Regions from separate parts of the Sus scrofa genome. Here region 2 is linked to region 1. The links are chromatin contacts, called in public Hi-C maps. All regions are on one chromosome and are shown on one strand. The core of a region is the stretch at or near the end of the contact, and the rest is flanking DNA. Distances in the headings are between cores, read along the strand shown.

What was found. Hi-C and Micro-C count contacts between places; a contact is called where the count stands out from the background.
Region 2: a Hi-C map of skeletal muscle shows a contact between it and region 1, with 4 times the contacts expected there. The contact joins the promoter of CHRND here to the enhancer-like site in region 1.

Annotation. Positions count from the first base shown.
Region 1 is chr15:132,429,538-132,437,423 of Sscrofa11.1, forward strand. It overlaps COPS7B (a long non-coding RNA gene), which reads left to right. Exons shown (of 7, transcript XR_002339490.1): 2 at 4,817-4,994. It also overlaps the pseudogene LOC110257202. Among named protein-coding and RNA genes, the nearest start is that of COPS7B, 6.5 kb to the left of the region's middle. Within about 2 kb of position 2,659, at least 57 of the 83 cell types and tissues checked have an H3K27ac peak or open chromatin away from gene starts, as enhancers often do. A contact at or near this core is called in skeletal muscle, where this site is marked.
Region 2 is chr15:133,035,215-133,043,100 of Sscrofa11.1, forward strand. CHRND (acetylcholine receptor subunit delta) reads left to right here and starts at 5,096. Exons shown (of 11, transcript XM_005672281.3): 1 at 5,096-5,207; 2 at 5,426-5,571; 3 at 6,515-6,624; 4 at 6,796-6,951; 5 at 7,116-7,225. The coding sequence starts at 5,156. PRSS56 (serine protease 56) reads left to right here. Exons shown (of 12, transcript XM_021075287.1): 2 at 1-16; 3 at 553-742; 4 at 1,106-1,205; 5 at 1,293-1,452; 6 at 1,800-1,942; 7 at 2,148-2,310; 8 at 2,498-2,674; 9 at 2,766-2,930; 10 at 3,010-3,072; 11 at 3,459-3,565; 12 at 3,864-4,369. The coding sequence ends at 4,091.

The sequences.
Region 1 (7,886 bases), core at 1,409-3,908:
AGTGAGGCCAGGGATCGAACCCGCAGCCTCATGGTTCCTAGTCGGATTCGTTTCTGCTGTGCCACAGCGGGAACTCCCAATTTGTGGCTCTTAATATAGTCTGGATATGGAGTTCTTTGTCTGATACATGCTTTACAAATATCTTTTCCAAGTTTGTGGCTTATCTCTTTAGACTTGTACTGGTGTGTGTGGGTTTTTTTGTTTTTGTTTTTGTCTTTTTGCCATTTCTTGGGCTGCTCCCGCAGCATATGGAGGTTCCCAGGCTAGGGGTCGAATCGGAGCTATAGCCGCTAGCCTACACCACAGCCACAGCCACACCAGATCTGAGCTGCGTCTGCGACATACACCACAGCTCACAGCAATGCCAGATCCTTGACCCACTGAGCAAGGTCAGGGATCGAACCCGCCACCCCATGGTTCCCAGTCGGATTCATTAACCATTGAGCCATGACGGGACCTCCTGTACTGGTGTTTTTTCATAAAGAGAAATTCTTAATTTTAATGTAGTGCCATAGTTCAGTGTTTCCTTTTTATGATTAGTGCTTTTTGCATTGTATAAGAAATCTTTGCCTCTCTGGTTGGTGGATTTTTTTTTCTTTCTTTCTTTGGCCTCGCCTGCAGCATGCAGAAGTTCCTGGCCAGAGATCAAAGCCAAGCTACAGCAGTGACCCAAGCCGCAGCAGTGACAACACTGGATCCTTAACCCGAGGCACCACCACAGAACTTCCTGGTGGGTGGAATTTTCGCAGACAAATATGAGGGAAGAGCATTGCAAAAAAGAGAGCAAGCTTGAGCCTAGGCCCTGGGGTCAGAGAGGGAAGATGTAAGTCCTCTTGGGAGGCGTGGAGTTTGGGCTCTAATTAGGGTAGAGCAAGACAAAGCTGGAAAGGTAGGAAAGAGGCATACTGAGAGGGACTTTAACTGTAGCCTTGGCATCTGGACATGATTGTGGAGGAGGCGGAGGCACAGCTGGAATATTTATAATTAAACAGAACTTAGTTGTCCTCCTACCATCAAATTTGCCCCTTCTCTGCAGCCCTGTTCACCTAACACCTCCTCCAGACAGCTCTGGCCTCCCCAGCCAGAATCCAGGGCAATAGCTTCCTTTCCCTGCATTCAGATGGTCGCCAGGTCTGATAGATTCTATGGTCTAAATGTCTCCAACAAGGACCATTCTCTTTGGTCAAGATCTCACAGTCTTTTAACTGGAATTTATCAGTCCCCTCAAGGGTTTCCCATCCTCCAGTTCTCTCCCCATCTAATCCATTCCTATAGCAGCTAGTGTCCAAAATGGCAATTATTCAGACCTCTCCACAGCTTAAACCCCCGAAATGGCTCCCCAGTGTCCTTGAGATAAAATAAAAATTCTTTTACATGGCTTATACTCTTTCTGATGTGCTTATTCATTCTTCCAGGCTCAACGCAAGCCTCATTTCCTCCAAGAGGCTGCCTTAAATAACCTGTCCCCAGGGCAGAGACAGGAGAGCCTTATCTGAACCCCTGGGGTGCCTGTGGCACCACCTGTCATAGCCCTGTCCTTCCCAGGAGCTTCCAGTTCTCCAAGGTAGGAACTTTGCCCCCTTTATTCCTCCTTTTGCCTGTAAGGTGCCAGCTTTCTCTTTACCAACACATTCTCTTCTATGCTTCCAAAGCGTTGTTATTCTCTTTCATAGCACTTAATACAGTGAAGCTTTTTGAGGGCAAGAACTTTGTCTTATCTTCGTATAAACTTCTAGGACATAATATGTACTGAAGAATTTTAAAAAATAAATGAATGAGTTGAAGTTCTCCCTTGTCGCTTCGGGTTAAGGAGCCAGCTTTCTCACTGCAGCAGCTTGGGTCATTGCAGTGGCGCAGGTTCAGTCCCTGCCTAGGATTCCACATGCTGCAGGTGAGGCTGCTAGGGGGTTGGTGCTAGGCTCCTTTGCCTCATCTGATTTCTGCATTCTGAATGCACAAAAGGTAAATAGGGCTCTTTTTCTCATCTTCAAGACCCGAAAATCTTTGGTATATACTTTAAAGGAACCAGCTTAAGCGTTCAGTTATATGACATTCTTAGCCATCTTCCAGGGAAGTTGGTAAGTACCAGATGCAATGCAAGGAATATCATTATGGTCACAGAACCGTTGTTGACTCAACCCATCTTTTGCTTATTTTAAAATATGTCCTGAATAGAAGTGAGGGACATGGTCTTTGGCTTCAGGTAGCCGGAGTTTCAAAGCTGACTTTGGCACTTACTGGCATTTGGATTTTTAGGTTTAGTTATCTCACCCGAAAAATGGGAATAATATTACAGGCCATAGAGTTAAGAGAATTCAGTGAAACAACGAACAGCACTTGGCACATGGAAAAACGCTCAGTAAACGGTGGTTGTTACTAGGCTTAATAATGTTTCTGTACCGCGGCGGTAGCCACAGTCACCATAGGGAGATTGTGAGGGGTAAACTTGGCCAAAGAGATTTATGGCCCAGGAGGGTGATGGTGATGGTTTGGGCTCCATAACTGCCTGGGCTGCATGCCTCTCTCCCCAGGACCCCCACCCTATCCTGGGCTACAGCCCCATTTCCCTGTTCTGGGCCGCCCTGGAGGTCTGAGGCCGCCAACGCGGCAGGGGGAACCTGGTGTGGGCGGAACTCGAGTGCAGCGGCGGGAGGCTTCCGGGGGAGCCGTAAGGGCAACGGGTCGGCGGAGGCAGAAAAGCGTCGGACGCCGGGCCGATCATGGACGCTTGACAACCTGCGGGCAGGCGCCGGGAGGCCACGCCAGCGACCGAGAGGACGGAGAGGCGGCGAGGACAGGTAGGGGCCGGTGAGAGGGCGGGGACCTGCGCTCCAGGCTTGTCTGGGCTGTCAGGCTGAGCGCCAGCCGTGGGCAAAGCCCGCGGCCACGCCGCCCCGCCCCCGCTCCGGGGAGCGCGCCGGGCGGCTCCTCACTCTGCACCCACGGCCCTGCCTGGAACACACCACCCACCCTGAAGCCCACCCCAGGCCGCGACTCTCAGCATCTGCACCGCGGCTGCTCTCGGTTCGTCACCCCCAAAGGCTGCCTCTTTGCCGCTCTGCCGTCCGTCAAAATAGCGCCCCTCACGACGGGAATTCTTCCCCGTGAGTTCCTAGCTCCCTCCTCGGGCCCTCCCACTTTGGAAGAAAGCATTTATCAGCTCCTCCTTACCTCACTCATTGCCCCCACTGGCTTTGCTTCTTAGGCCGAAATTGTTTTGAGGGACAGAAGTTTCTGTCCATTTTTTACCCTTTCTCCATCCCCAGGCCCTATCATTCAATGTCTTCACACGTGTCCGCTTGGAAAGGAGGTTTTTGTTTCTCCTCTCTTAACCATCATCTCTCTCCTACCCTCTTCCTCCAATTTTCCCTGGCCTTAGCAACCTTTATTCTCTTTCGCACTTCATTTTTTTCTGTTTCTGACAAGACCTTCCTAGGTAACCCTGGGTGAAACGGCATACTTGTTTCTGCAATACTGTGAAAGGGCTGCAGCTCTCTGTGCCTGCCTCCGAAGGAAAACTTGGTTTCTCTTGCACCAAACTATCCTTCTTTGATTTATTCTCTTCTTCCCTCAATTATACTTCTTCATTTTGTCACACTGCCCAGTGCATATCATTCTTGGAGGAGTAATCTTAGCTTATGCTGGACTCCTGTAGAGTAGTGTGCAGTGCGTGAGTTCACACACACTCAACTTGTAGTAAGGAGATTATACAATTGAGGGACTTGCCTGTCTTCATGTCTTCAGGATGGCAGTACTACATCTTCATTGTTTTCTCACATGTTTTTGTTGTTTTCTTGAGGTTTCATGCAAATTCTGAAGTTGGGTTGGTGACATGTCACACATCACTAGGAGGCCAAATAAAAGGTTTTTCCTTGTGGACTTACACCGCATGTATGAGTGTACTTCCTTAGTTGGAATATGTTGCTGCTCATCTTTCAAGATGATTTCCCCCTCCCCCCCTTTTGCCACGCTTGAATGACTTTGATTAAATGGGCCATCTTTCTAGACTGCTTTTGGGGTCTTTTCTTATCTGTATCTGGCTGAAGGTGGGATTCTACTGACACACTAGAAGCTGTAACTGATTCCTTTTACTTACATCTGACTGCCTCTGTGTATGGCCAAGATTCTCTGCTTTTTAACTAGAGTCTAACAATGAGGTGGAGGAGTTCCCACTGTGGAGCAGTGGCTTAAGAATCCAGCTGCAGCGGCTTGGGTCACTGTGGGGGTGAGGGTTTGAGGCCCGGTGCAGTGGGTTAAAGGATCTGGCATTACTGCAGCTGTGGTATAGGGTGCAGCTGTGGCTCGGATTCAGTCCCTGACCGGGGAACTTCCATATACACAGCAAGTGGTGAGACTCTGTGTTTGGTCTTGGTTAGGTTTAACGACTTGGAAGGAAGGTACTGCCTTTGGGAAAGTGCAAGTTGGTGATGAAATTACTTTTACTAAATGAGTTTCAAACCTCAGAGTAAGGACAAAATCTCTTTATTATTATTATTATTTGGCCATGCCCATGGCCTGTGGAAGTTCTGGGGCCAGGGATCAGACCCTCGCCACAGCAGCCACTGGAGTCTCAGCAATGACAGTGCTGGATCCTTAACTTACTGAGCCACTATAGGGAGTTCCAGGACAAAAATTTCTTTAACTCCAAGTTGAACAGTACGCATCTCACAAAGTGAGATCTGGATTCAGGAACGTTTTTTGTTTTTTGTTGAAATACTATAAAATTAAAGTATTCTGATCTCTGATCTAGCAATAAACCAGCATACATTTTGCAAAGGAGAAGGAAGAATTACTGAAACACTTTGTTTTTGGACAGATCTCAAGGCCAGAGAATGGCTGGTGAACAGAAACCCTCAAGTAACCTCCTGGAACAGTTTATTTTACTCGCCAAAGGTACCAGTGGCTCAGCCCTCACTGCTCTCATAAGCCAAGTTTTAGAGGCTCCTGGAGTATATGTCTTTGGAGAACTGCTGGAGCTGGCCAATGTGCAGGAGGTAAGAGCAGTTTCCAAAAAAGTTCTCTTTCTTCTTTGTTCTAAACCTTCCTGTGATGTGATTCTCCACGTGTCCAAGGCATTTGAGTGCTGAAGCCTTGTGGACCTGTGAGGTGCCCTGTTGAGGGAGGGATGGGAGTTGATGGGGCAGGAGAAGAGAGTGAGGGTGATGTCCTGGGCTCCTTCAATATTTTCAGTCTGAATTTGGGGTACATTTTTTAGACTGGATTGCTGATAATTTGAAAGATGGGGAAAAGCCAATTGAACTGGATAAATTAGAAGAGTAGAGTATAAGTTAACAACGGTAGTTTCAGTCATTCTTGGGGACAGAAAACCTCCAGTGCAAATACAGACAATGAAGATTGGTTGGGTACATAACATGGCAGAAAATGATTGCTATTGAATAGGAGACGGGCACGAATAAAGGATATATTGTTGTGAAAAGGGCGGTGTTGTGCTAAAGTAAATGTGCAAAAAAGATGTGATATGAAAAGGTGGTAAGTAGTCCTTTTTGCTTTGTTTACTTCTTTGCTTGTTATTAAAACCTTGGGTAGCACTTTTGATTGTCGGGCCTTAAAAATGAGAAGATCTGGTGAAGATTAACCAAGTGGGACAGAGAATGTAAAGCAACCTATACTTTTCAACCTCTGCCTCCCACTTTGGATACTTTTATGTTTACTGATTGATACTTATGTTGATTGAAAAATCCGGCGACATCTTTATTACTTTGGGGTTGTGCTGAGGAGCTCTTGGTGGGGTGGGTTGGTTGGCTTCCTCTCCACTATCACAGCTTATTTCTGGCTGCCCAGGATAGTACCAGCTCTGCCATTAGCCACCACATGCAGATCTGGGCAGTACTTGTTCTTATGGGTCATGTGCACGATGCTGCTGAGGGTCCCCCGGGGCCTTCTCATTGATGGTGGTCCACACATAGGAGGGGGCTGGCTTTTGTTGGCCCGTCTTTGCTTCAGGACTGTTAGGACACTTTCGCCACTGGCTGCCAGCTCCACGCCCACAGCCTTGCCGTGGATCAGCTCGTGGTAGCAGAAGGAGTTGTGGGTCTTCAGGTTACTGGACTTGCTGCTCTTCATTTGCTTATTCCTCTCGATCAGGAAAGTTGAGCAGTTGCCCATGATCATCCATGGCAGATGTGTGGACGTGGCGTTGTTTCCTCTCTGCAGCAGTTGTAAATAAGACCCACTTATTTTTTAATTGTGAATTTTTATTTAATGTTAGGCTGGCTTGCTGGACTGTAAGCTCTGTGGGTCACCCTTTTTTCCCTAGAGTTTATTATGTAGCCCGATGCACAGTAGGCTTTCAGTAAAAATTTAATTTACCAGCGATAGAAAAGGCATCCTGTGAGGAAAATTTAAGAAAGCAGTTCTTTTTCTTGTGTTTTTTTTTTTTTTTTAAGAGATTTTATTTTTTGAGCAGTTTTAGATTGACAGCAAAGTTGAGAGGAGGGTACAGAGAGTTCGCATATACACCCTGCTTTTAAGCATGCATAGCCTGCCCCATTTTCAGTACCCCCCACCAGGGTGGAACTGCGTGGCACGTCATTGTCGCCCAAAGACCATCGTTTACAATAGGGTTCAGGCTTGGTGTTGTACAGTTTCTGGGTTTGGGCACATGGATAATGGCATATATCCACCAGTACAGTATTATACAGTTTTCCACTTCTTTAAAAATCCTCTGTGTTCTACTCATTCATCCTTTGCTCCCCTCTAATCCCTGGCAACCACTGATCTTTTTACTGTCTTAGTAGTTTTGACTTTTCCAGAATGTCATGTAGTTGGAATTATAGATATGTAGCCTTTTCAGATTGGCTTTTTGCACTTGGTAATAGTGCATTTAAATCTCTTCCATGTCTTTCATGGCTTGATAAATCATTTTTCAAAAGAAGAGACGACCTTCAGGTTCAGGAAAAGTCAGAGTGAATATGCCAAATAGTTGTTTTACATGGAAATTTGTGTAAGAGGAGATGGATAAAAATTAAAGCCAGAAAGATCTTTTTGATGTAGACCAGTGGGAGAAACTTTGGAGTGTCTGCTCTAGAGGAAATAGTGTTTTATGGTAGTTTTGTAATCCTCTGTCTGAAAAGTGGGGGCTGGATATATGGTCTCTTCCACTCCTTTTTGTGTGTGTATCTTTTGTCTTTTTAGGGCTGCACCTGCAGCATAGGAGGTTCCCAGGCTAGGGGTCTAATTGGAGCTGTTGCTGCCAGCCTACGCCGCGGCCATAGCAACACGAGATCCGAGCCACGTCTGTGACCTACACCACAGCTCACGGCAACACCAGATCCTTAACCCACTGAATGAGGCCAGGGATCAAACCTGCAACCTCATGGTTCCTAGTCAGATTCATTGCCGCTGTGCCACTACGGGAACTCCTCTTCTACTCCTTTTTTTGGCTGCGCCTTTGACATGCAGAAGTTCCCCAGCCAGGGTTGGAACCTGTGCCACAGGAGTGACCTGAGTGGCTGCAGTGACAACACCAGATCCTTAGCCTACTGTGCCACAAGAGAACTCCGCGTCTCTTCCACTTCTGATTCAGTACCTCAGGAAGTTTTTGGTCATCTGAGAAGGTAGATCTGGGTCTAGGATGCCAGAGTCATCCCTGGAGTGCTTAGCAAATCACCTTCATCTTGCCACAGTTTGTTTTTTCCATATGTGACCTGAAAATAAGCCAGTTGCCTTTCAGTGGTCTGAAATTTCAGATGCAGTTTTGGGAACTTTTAAAAAAGATGATTAAGGGAGTTCCTGTTGTGGCTCAGTGGTTAACGAACCCAACTAGTATCCATGAGGACACAGGTTTGATCCCTGACCTCAATCAGTGGGTTAAGGATCTGGTGTTGCTGGCAGCTGTAGTGTAGGTTGCAGACACAACTTGGATT
Region 2 (7,886 bases), core at 3,846-6,345, 610 kb after region 1:
ACCACCCCATGCCCTGGTGAGCTTGCCCTGGGCCTGATCTCCTGTCTCCCCCCCCCACCCCATCCCTTCCCATCACACCTTGGGGACAGAGACTGGGCAGGGCTGCAGCCAAGATGATGCGCCCGAAGGTCTTGCCAGGTAGAAAGGGCTCACCAGGCTTGGGCACATCATGTGCAAAGGCAGGAGGGCAGGACCGGTCTGGGCTCGTTTGGTGAACAGTGAGAAGTTCATGGCTGCTGAAAGAGCCCCTGACTGCTATGGGGGAGGGTAAGGGCAGTGAACCCGTGGGGGGTGAGGCAGGAGAGGGTTCCGGCCCAGCCTGGGGTGGAGGAAGGGTGGGAGGGTGCCACGAGGCTCAGAGGTCTGTTTCTCAACAGCACCTGGGTGGCCCAGGCTTCAAGCCCCCTTCCTCCAGGATCCACCTGAGCCAGGTGAGGCTGAAAAGGTTCACGGGGGCAGGGTTGAAGGCAGGTGGACGCCCCCGGGGGGACGGGTCTCAATGGTGAGGACGACCAGGACTTGTCCCTCCTGACACCGCTTCGGTCTTTCTAGGTCCTTGTGGAGAGAGACACCCGGGCACTGTCAACGTGACGCGGGCCCACGGCCGCATTGTGGGGGGCAGCGCTGCACCCCCAGGGTCCTGGCCCTGGCTGGTGAGGCTGCAACTCGGTGGGCAGCCTCTGTGCGGCGGCGTCCTGGTGGCGGCATCCTGGGTGCTCACGGCGGCGCACTGCTTCGCGGGGTACATCTGCCCCTAGGCCCCTGCCCGGCCCAGATCCCCGGTTCAGCTCTTCCGTGGTCGTCGGGCGGGTGCCACGAGCGAGGGCCGGTCTCTGCTGCCCCCTGGCGGCGGTCCCCACCCTGTCTCTGCCTTCAAGGCGCTCCTGCTGCCTACCCAGCAGCACAGAGATCTCTGGGACGCACCTGCCTGGGTGTTCGACCCACTCGGTTCCGCGGCCTCTCCCAAGCCCGCCCTCCCTGCCCCCAGGCGGAGAAGCAGCCCGGCGTGCGGGATCGCTGGGTGGGACCCGTGGGCGGAGGGCAGGGTCTCCAGGGGACATCACTGCATCCTTGTCTTGCGTGTCTTCTTCCTCTCGCCCCGCAGCGCCCAGAACGAGCTTCTGTGGACCGTGACGCTGGCCGAGGGGCCCCGCGGGGAAAAAGCGGAGGAGGTACCTGTGAACCGCATCTTGCCCCACCCCAAGGTGAGAGGGCAGCCCCCAGGACCTCAGAGTTGGCAACGGCAACCTACCCCGAACCTCGTTGACACTGCACTGCCACCCCCTCCTCAGTTTGACCCTCGGACCTTCCACAACGACCTGGCCCTGGTGCAGCTGTGGACGCCCGTGAGCCCGGCAGGGGCGGCGCGCCCTGTGTGCCTGCCCCAGGAGCCCCAGGAGCCCCCCGCCGGCACCGCCTGCGCCATCGCGGGCTGGGGTGCCCTCTTCGAAGGTACTAGGGAGGGTGGGGCCTGGGTGAGCTGCGCCTGTGGTGGGAAGAGTGGGGTGGGGCGATGGAGTTTGGGAAGGCCAGGCTGTAGGATTCTTATCTGCGTCCAGCTGCCTTAGCAAAATGTTGCCCACCCCATAAAGGGGGAGGGTCCAAGGAGGGGACTGGGAGAGAGTTCCCTGAACCCGATCAGTATCCATGAGAACAAGAGTTCGATCCCTGCCATTGTTCAGTGGGTCGCGGATCCAGCATTGCCACGAGCTGTGGTGTAGGTCACAGAAGCAGCTCAGATCCCAGTTGCTGTGGCTGTGGTATAGGCCTGAGCCCCTTCCACTGCCCCTTCCCTGTAGATGGGCCTGAGGCTGAGGCGGTGAGGGAGGCCCGAGTGCCCCTACTCAGCCCGGATACCTGCAGAAGGGCCCTGGGACCTGGGCTGCGCCCTAGCAGCATGCTCTGTGCTGGCTACCTGGCCGGGGGCATTGACTCGTGCCAGGTATGAGCCTTGACTGATCCGAGGGTGTTGGTGGGCCACTCCCCGTGGGCGGGACAGCCTCCTTTTACAATCAGACTGTCACTGAGCTTCTCTGAGCCTCTATGTCCTCATCACTAAAATGGGTACAAGAGTGATAACCCCAGGGGAGTTGAGAGCTGGGGGGTCATCAATGCAGTGCCCTCTCTCTTGGCTTGGGTCTTCACAGGGTGACTCTGGAGGCCCCCTGACCTGTTCTGAGCCTGGTCCCCACCCCAGGGAGGTCTTGTACGGAGTCACTTCCTGGGGGGACGGATGTGGGGAGCCAGGGAAGCCGGGAGTCTACACCCGTGTGGCTGTGTTCAAGGACTGGCTCCGGGAGCAGATGAGTGGTCAGCATCCCTTTCCTATTGCCCTCTCCCCAGGGTCCCACTAACTGCCCTGGGACCAGCCCATTTCCACCCTGCCTGTTTCCAGCCTCTTGCGTTGGGAAAGCCTGTCTCCCTCTGGGGAAGGGTTTTGGGGGGCTAGAGCCCAAAGCGGGGTGTGTGTGAGCTAGTTTCTGCCGCTCCTCCGCAGCGGCCCCCTTCAGCCACGAGCCCAGCTGCAGGGAGCTTCTGGCTTGGAACCCGAAAGAGGAGCCTCTGGCCGAGGCCGCCCCGCCCTGCGCCTTCTACGCCCACCTGTGCCCGGGGCCCGCGGGCGCCTGTGCGCGTTTGGCGCACCAGCAGTGCCTGCAGCGCCGCCGCCGATGTGGTCAGTCCCGTTCCGGTTCCCGGGGCTGGCCTGGGGGACTGGGGGTCTGGCCCGCGTCTGACCGCCGCTTGGACCCTTGTCCCGCCCGCAGAACTGCGCTCGCTGGCGCACACCCTGCTGGAACTGCTGCGAGGCGCCCAGGAACTGTTCGGCCCGCGCCCGGGGGTGCGGCGCCTGGCCCCGGCCCTGACTCGCCCAGCTCCGCGGCTCCGGGATCCGCCCAGGCGCCCTTCTCACGAGCAGCGGCTGCACCCAGGTACCCCAGGCCCTTGCAGCCTAGCTCGGGTTCCAGCCCAGCGCGGCCGAGGCGTCCCCCTAATCCTGCATCTCCCCAGGATCGTGGGCTGCGGGCACGAGGTTTCCGAAGCGGAGGTCGGAGCCGCGCGCAGAAGCAAACGGTAATGACGCCCCCTGCCGGCGATTGCCGTGGACTAGGCCTAGGGCGGGCCCAGGCCGGGTTTCTCGGATTCCCGCAGAGTCTGTGCCGGGAAGCAGTTTCAATCCATCCCGCCTCAGTCAAACCGACGCTCCCCCTCCTCCGCAGCAGGGCGGATGATTCCTTGGCTGGGGGACTTGTGACTTTGGGCCCTCATCACTGTCAACAGAATCTGGGCTTTGTGTTACCATTTAACGTCTCTGAGCCTCGGCTGGCCCTCGGCCGCCCCATCTGCAGCAGGAGAAGTCGGCCCACCGGGACGTGGCCCCAGGTCCTTGTGGGGATACCACCTACGGCCTCCTGCTAGTGTCAGTTCTCTTATTCCCGCCGCCTCTCCCCTTCCTGCAGGCTGCCCTGGGTTGGAGCCCCTGCGGCAGAAGCTGGCCACCCTCCAGGGCACCCACGCCTGGATTCTGCAGGTCCCCTCAGAGCGCCTGGCCATGGACTTTCATGAGGTGGGTCCCCAGGCTTCCCAGACTCCCTCGCAGTGTGCACAGAAGGCTCGCCTGGGTCAGCCCTGATGGGCAGGGGTCCAGCAGTCCTGGGGGTGGAGGTAAGGGGTTCCCAGGGGAAGGGCAGCGGTGTGGGAACTGGGTGCCAGGTGGGTGTGAAGCTGGTGGGGCAGGGTGTGGCCAAGTGAGCAGGATGGGGGGAGGGATGGGGGGGTCTGGGGGAGTTTCTGGGGGCAAGGAGGAGAGGAGCCAATAGTAGGGTGGTGGGCCCCCGAGCTGCCTCTTCTCTCTCTTTCTGCAGGTGCTGGCAGATCTGGGCTCCAAGACACTGACCGGGCTCTTCCGAGCCTGGATTCAAGCAGGCTTGGGGGGCCGGCACGTGGTCTTTGGCGGCCTGGTGGGCTTGGAGCCAGCCACGCTGGCACGAAGCCTTCCCCGGTTGCTGGTGCAGGCTCTGCAGGCCTTCCGCTTGGCAGCCCTGGCGGAGGCAGAGCCCCAGGGAGCTCAGATGGGTTCAAGGCAGGCCTGACGGCTGGGGAGGAAATGGCACCACCGACTCAGCCCTCGGGTTCCCCCAGGGGGCGCTCATGAGCCACGTCTCCACCCCAGCCCCTTGTCGGGACTGCTGTTCCAGGGGCCTGGGAAGGGTTCAGGGAGCATGATGACAAACTGTCACTGCCAGAGTTGGGTGGGTGTGGAGGGGGTGGGGCAGGAGTCCTGAGCCCGATATGTCTTCCCAGATGCTCCGTCAGAGAATCACAGCTGCTTTAATAAACATTATTTATCATCTACGGAGATAAATCCAGAGCTTGCTTGCTTTATATCTTTCTTTCTTTTCTTTTTTTTTTTCTCTTTTTGTCTTTTTAGGGCCGCACCCTCGGCATATGGAGGTTCCCAGGTCTAATCGGAGTGGTAGCCAGCGGCCTACACCACAGCCACAGCAAAGCGGGATCCGAGCTGCTTTTGTAATCTACACCACAGCTCACGGCAATGCCAGATCCTTAACCCACTGAGCGAGGCCAGGGATTGAACCCACGTCCTCATGGATACCAGTTGGGTTTGTCAACTGTGGAGCTATGGCGGGAACTCCCCAGAGCTTTCTTAAGATGGGAACCAGGCGGGTGGACCTTGGATCTCTGGGGGGGTGGGCCCAGCTTCCAGAAGCAGTTGGTAGAGTCACTGGTCAGGGACTGCAAACCCCATCTCAGCCTCCCTGTCCCATCCACCCCCCCAAGAAATGGCCGCAGCTGACCTGCCTGACTGCTCCCCTGTCCATAGCAGACCAGGGCCACCCTGGGCTTCAGTGTCTCTGCCCAGCCCCCACCCTCACCGCTAGCTATGGCGAGTCCCAGTCTGGGATCTTAGCCTCATGTTCTTGGGCCCCTGCCCGTCTGGCAAGTCCCTGTCCCCCACCCCCCCATCACCTGCCCCAGTTTCTCGGCAGAGCCTAGAGGTATCAGATTGCGTTTCCGGCTGCCTCTTCCCTTTACCGCCCCCCCACCCTGCACCTGTCCCCTCTGTCACCCACCCACATTCCCCAGCCCCACTGACAGTCAGGAGGGGGCAGACCCGAGACCCAGTCAGAGGAGCGGGATGGAGGGCCCTGTGTTCATGCTGGGGCTGCTGGCTGCCCTGTCCATGCGTGGTAAGAGTTGCTGTCGCCCCTCCCTGAAGGGTCCCTGAGGATAGGCCTACCGGGGTCCCCCACTGCATGGTCCCCTCCCGGCTCCCCCTCCATGAGGCTCCCTCCCCCCACCCCATTGCCATTTCTTCCTGGAGGGGCAGACCGCAGGGGCCCAGCTCCATGCCCAGCAGGACCTCAGGGCAGTGTCCTCCCGGGCCCCTGTCCCCAACCCTCCCCAGGCAGCTGGGCTCTGAATGAGGAGGAGCGGCTGATCCGGTACCTCTTTGAGGAGAAGGGCTACAACAAGGAGCTGCGGCCCGTGGCACACAAAGAGGAGAGCGTGGAGGTTACCCTGGCCCTCACCCTCTCCAACCTCATCTCCCTGGTGAGATGCCCCCCTGGCCGGGCTGGGGAAGGGCAGGCAGGAACAGCCTCCTGGAGGCCTGGCTGTCTCTGGGACTGGGATGGCCGTGGAGGAAGGTCAAGGCCCCAGCCCGGTCCCTGGTCGCTCCTCTCCCCTGGGAAACATGCTCAGGCCGCCTCCATGCCCGGTGCTGCCCACAGGCCTGGGGCTGCTGCCCCTTCCCCAGCCTCAGCTCTGGGGCACCCCCCATATCCTACCCATGTGTTCCCTCCCTGCTCCGCAGTCCGCCCCACCACTCCTGACTGCTGGAGGCAGGCCACTGTCGTGGTTTCCCCTGGGTGGCAGCCGGGAGTAGTGCCTGGTGAATGTGTGCCAGCCCCTGGGGGACCGTCCTCCTGTTTGATTACAGAAAGAAGTCGAAGAGACCCTCACCACTAATGTGTGGATCGAGCACGTAAGGGGAACACCCTGCCCGGAGCTAGGGGGTGAGGGCGCAGGGCCCAGGTTCCCCTGGGGATTCTGCTTGGGGATCCCCAGCCTGCCTCAGACACTGTCCTCCAGAAGGGACTGGCTCCTGCCTTACAGAGAAACCTCAGGCCCAGCTGCCCTTCCCACGAGCAAGTGCAGCCACAAGCCCAGATAGAGCCTTTGGTGGATTAGGAGTCTTTGTCTAGGGGAAAACTGTCACAATATCTTGATTTCATTAGAAGACACTGTCTACCACCTGCCAGAAGCTCATAACAAGCTTTCTACGGCCGCGATGGAAATAGTGTGCCCTTCATCGTGCAGTGCACGACCTACACAGCCGTACATGGTGGACTGAGTCCTCACTCCTTACCCACCTTCTCTGACCTCTTTTGTCACAACCCCAGACCCTGTCCAGTCTTCCCCCAGTGAAATGGGAGGTGTAGGGGCGTCTGGACAAGAGCAGAACCCACTACTGACATTCCTTTTGGGCTTCCAGGGCTGGACAGACAGCCGGCTGCAATGGAATGCAGGAGAATTTGGCAACATCAGCGTCCTGCGCCTGCCCTCTGACATGGTGTGGCTCCCAGAGATTGTGCTGGAGAACAAGTTGAGCCACAGCCCTCCCTGCCCCCACCCCCATCACTCTGTCTCCCTTCAGGGTCTTGAGCCTCTCCCTCCAGCCTCAAGCTTCTGACTGCCCTGCTTCCTCTGCTGCCCCCAATCCTGCCAGTTCCGAGCTGCCCAGCACTCACTGTGGCCCTTGTCCTTGTCCCCCAGCAATGACGGCTCCTTCCAGATTTCCTACTCCTGCAACGTCCTCGTCGACCCCTCCGGCTACGTGTACTGGCTGCCGCCCGCCATCTTCCGCTCTTCTTGCCCCATCTCTGTCACCTACTTCCCCTTCGACTGGCAGAACTGCTCCCTCAAGTTCAGGTGCACCCATTTCTCCAGCCACCCCAGGGCGCCCTGGGGGCGAGGTGAATGGGGTACCCTCAGCCAGAGGTCCCTGCTCTGTCCTGGTTAGAGCGTCCCATCCCCACAGTGGCCCCCCCCACCGTGAACCCCCTAAACTACCCTCTGCCCACTGCGCTCCCCAGCTCGCTCAAGTACACGGCCAAGGAGATCACCCTGAGCCTGAAGCAGGAAAAGAAAGACGAGCGCTACTACCCCGTGGAGTGGATCATCATTGACCCCGAGGGCTTCACAGGTGCTGGAGCAGCAGCTGCTGGGTGGGCAGGCCCTCCAGACCCTCGCCCCCAGATACAGTCACATTGGCACACACACCCGCCCCTGCCCCGAGACGCTCCTGTGTGTCCATACCCTTGGGACATGGACACACGGGTACCCAGACCTTCTGGGGCTGGGCAGGTTCCCTGGGAAGAGCTGTGGTTAGTCTTCCTGCCCCCAGATAGGGATAGTTGGGGCTTTGGCTGTCATTCTGATGGGGTATATGTCGCCCCCTCCCAATGTCCCCGCCCCAACCCTCTCTGTGACCAGGCTCAGATCTTTGACAGAGACCTACCCCTGGCCCTGTCTGTCAGAGGAAAGACCTAAATGCCACTCATCCCAAGGCTGGTACATCATGGAGAGAGGGGTTTTTCCTCTCGCTGCCTCATTTCCCCCAAGTCTCCTTATGTGAAATATCCATGACCTCAGCTTCTGTGTTTTTCAAGGAGAAAAAAAAAAAAAAAAAAATCAGTCCCAGAGGAGTTCCCACTGTGGCTCAGTGGGTTAAGGACCTGACTAGTATCCAGGAGAATGTGGGTTAGATCCCTGGCCTCACTCAGTGGATTAAGTATCCAGTATTGCTGTGGCTGTGGCATAGGCTGGCAGCTGCAGCTCTGACTTTACCCCTAGCCTGGAACTTC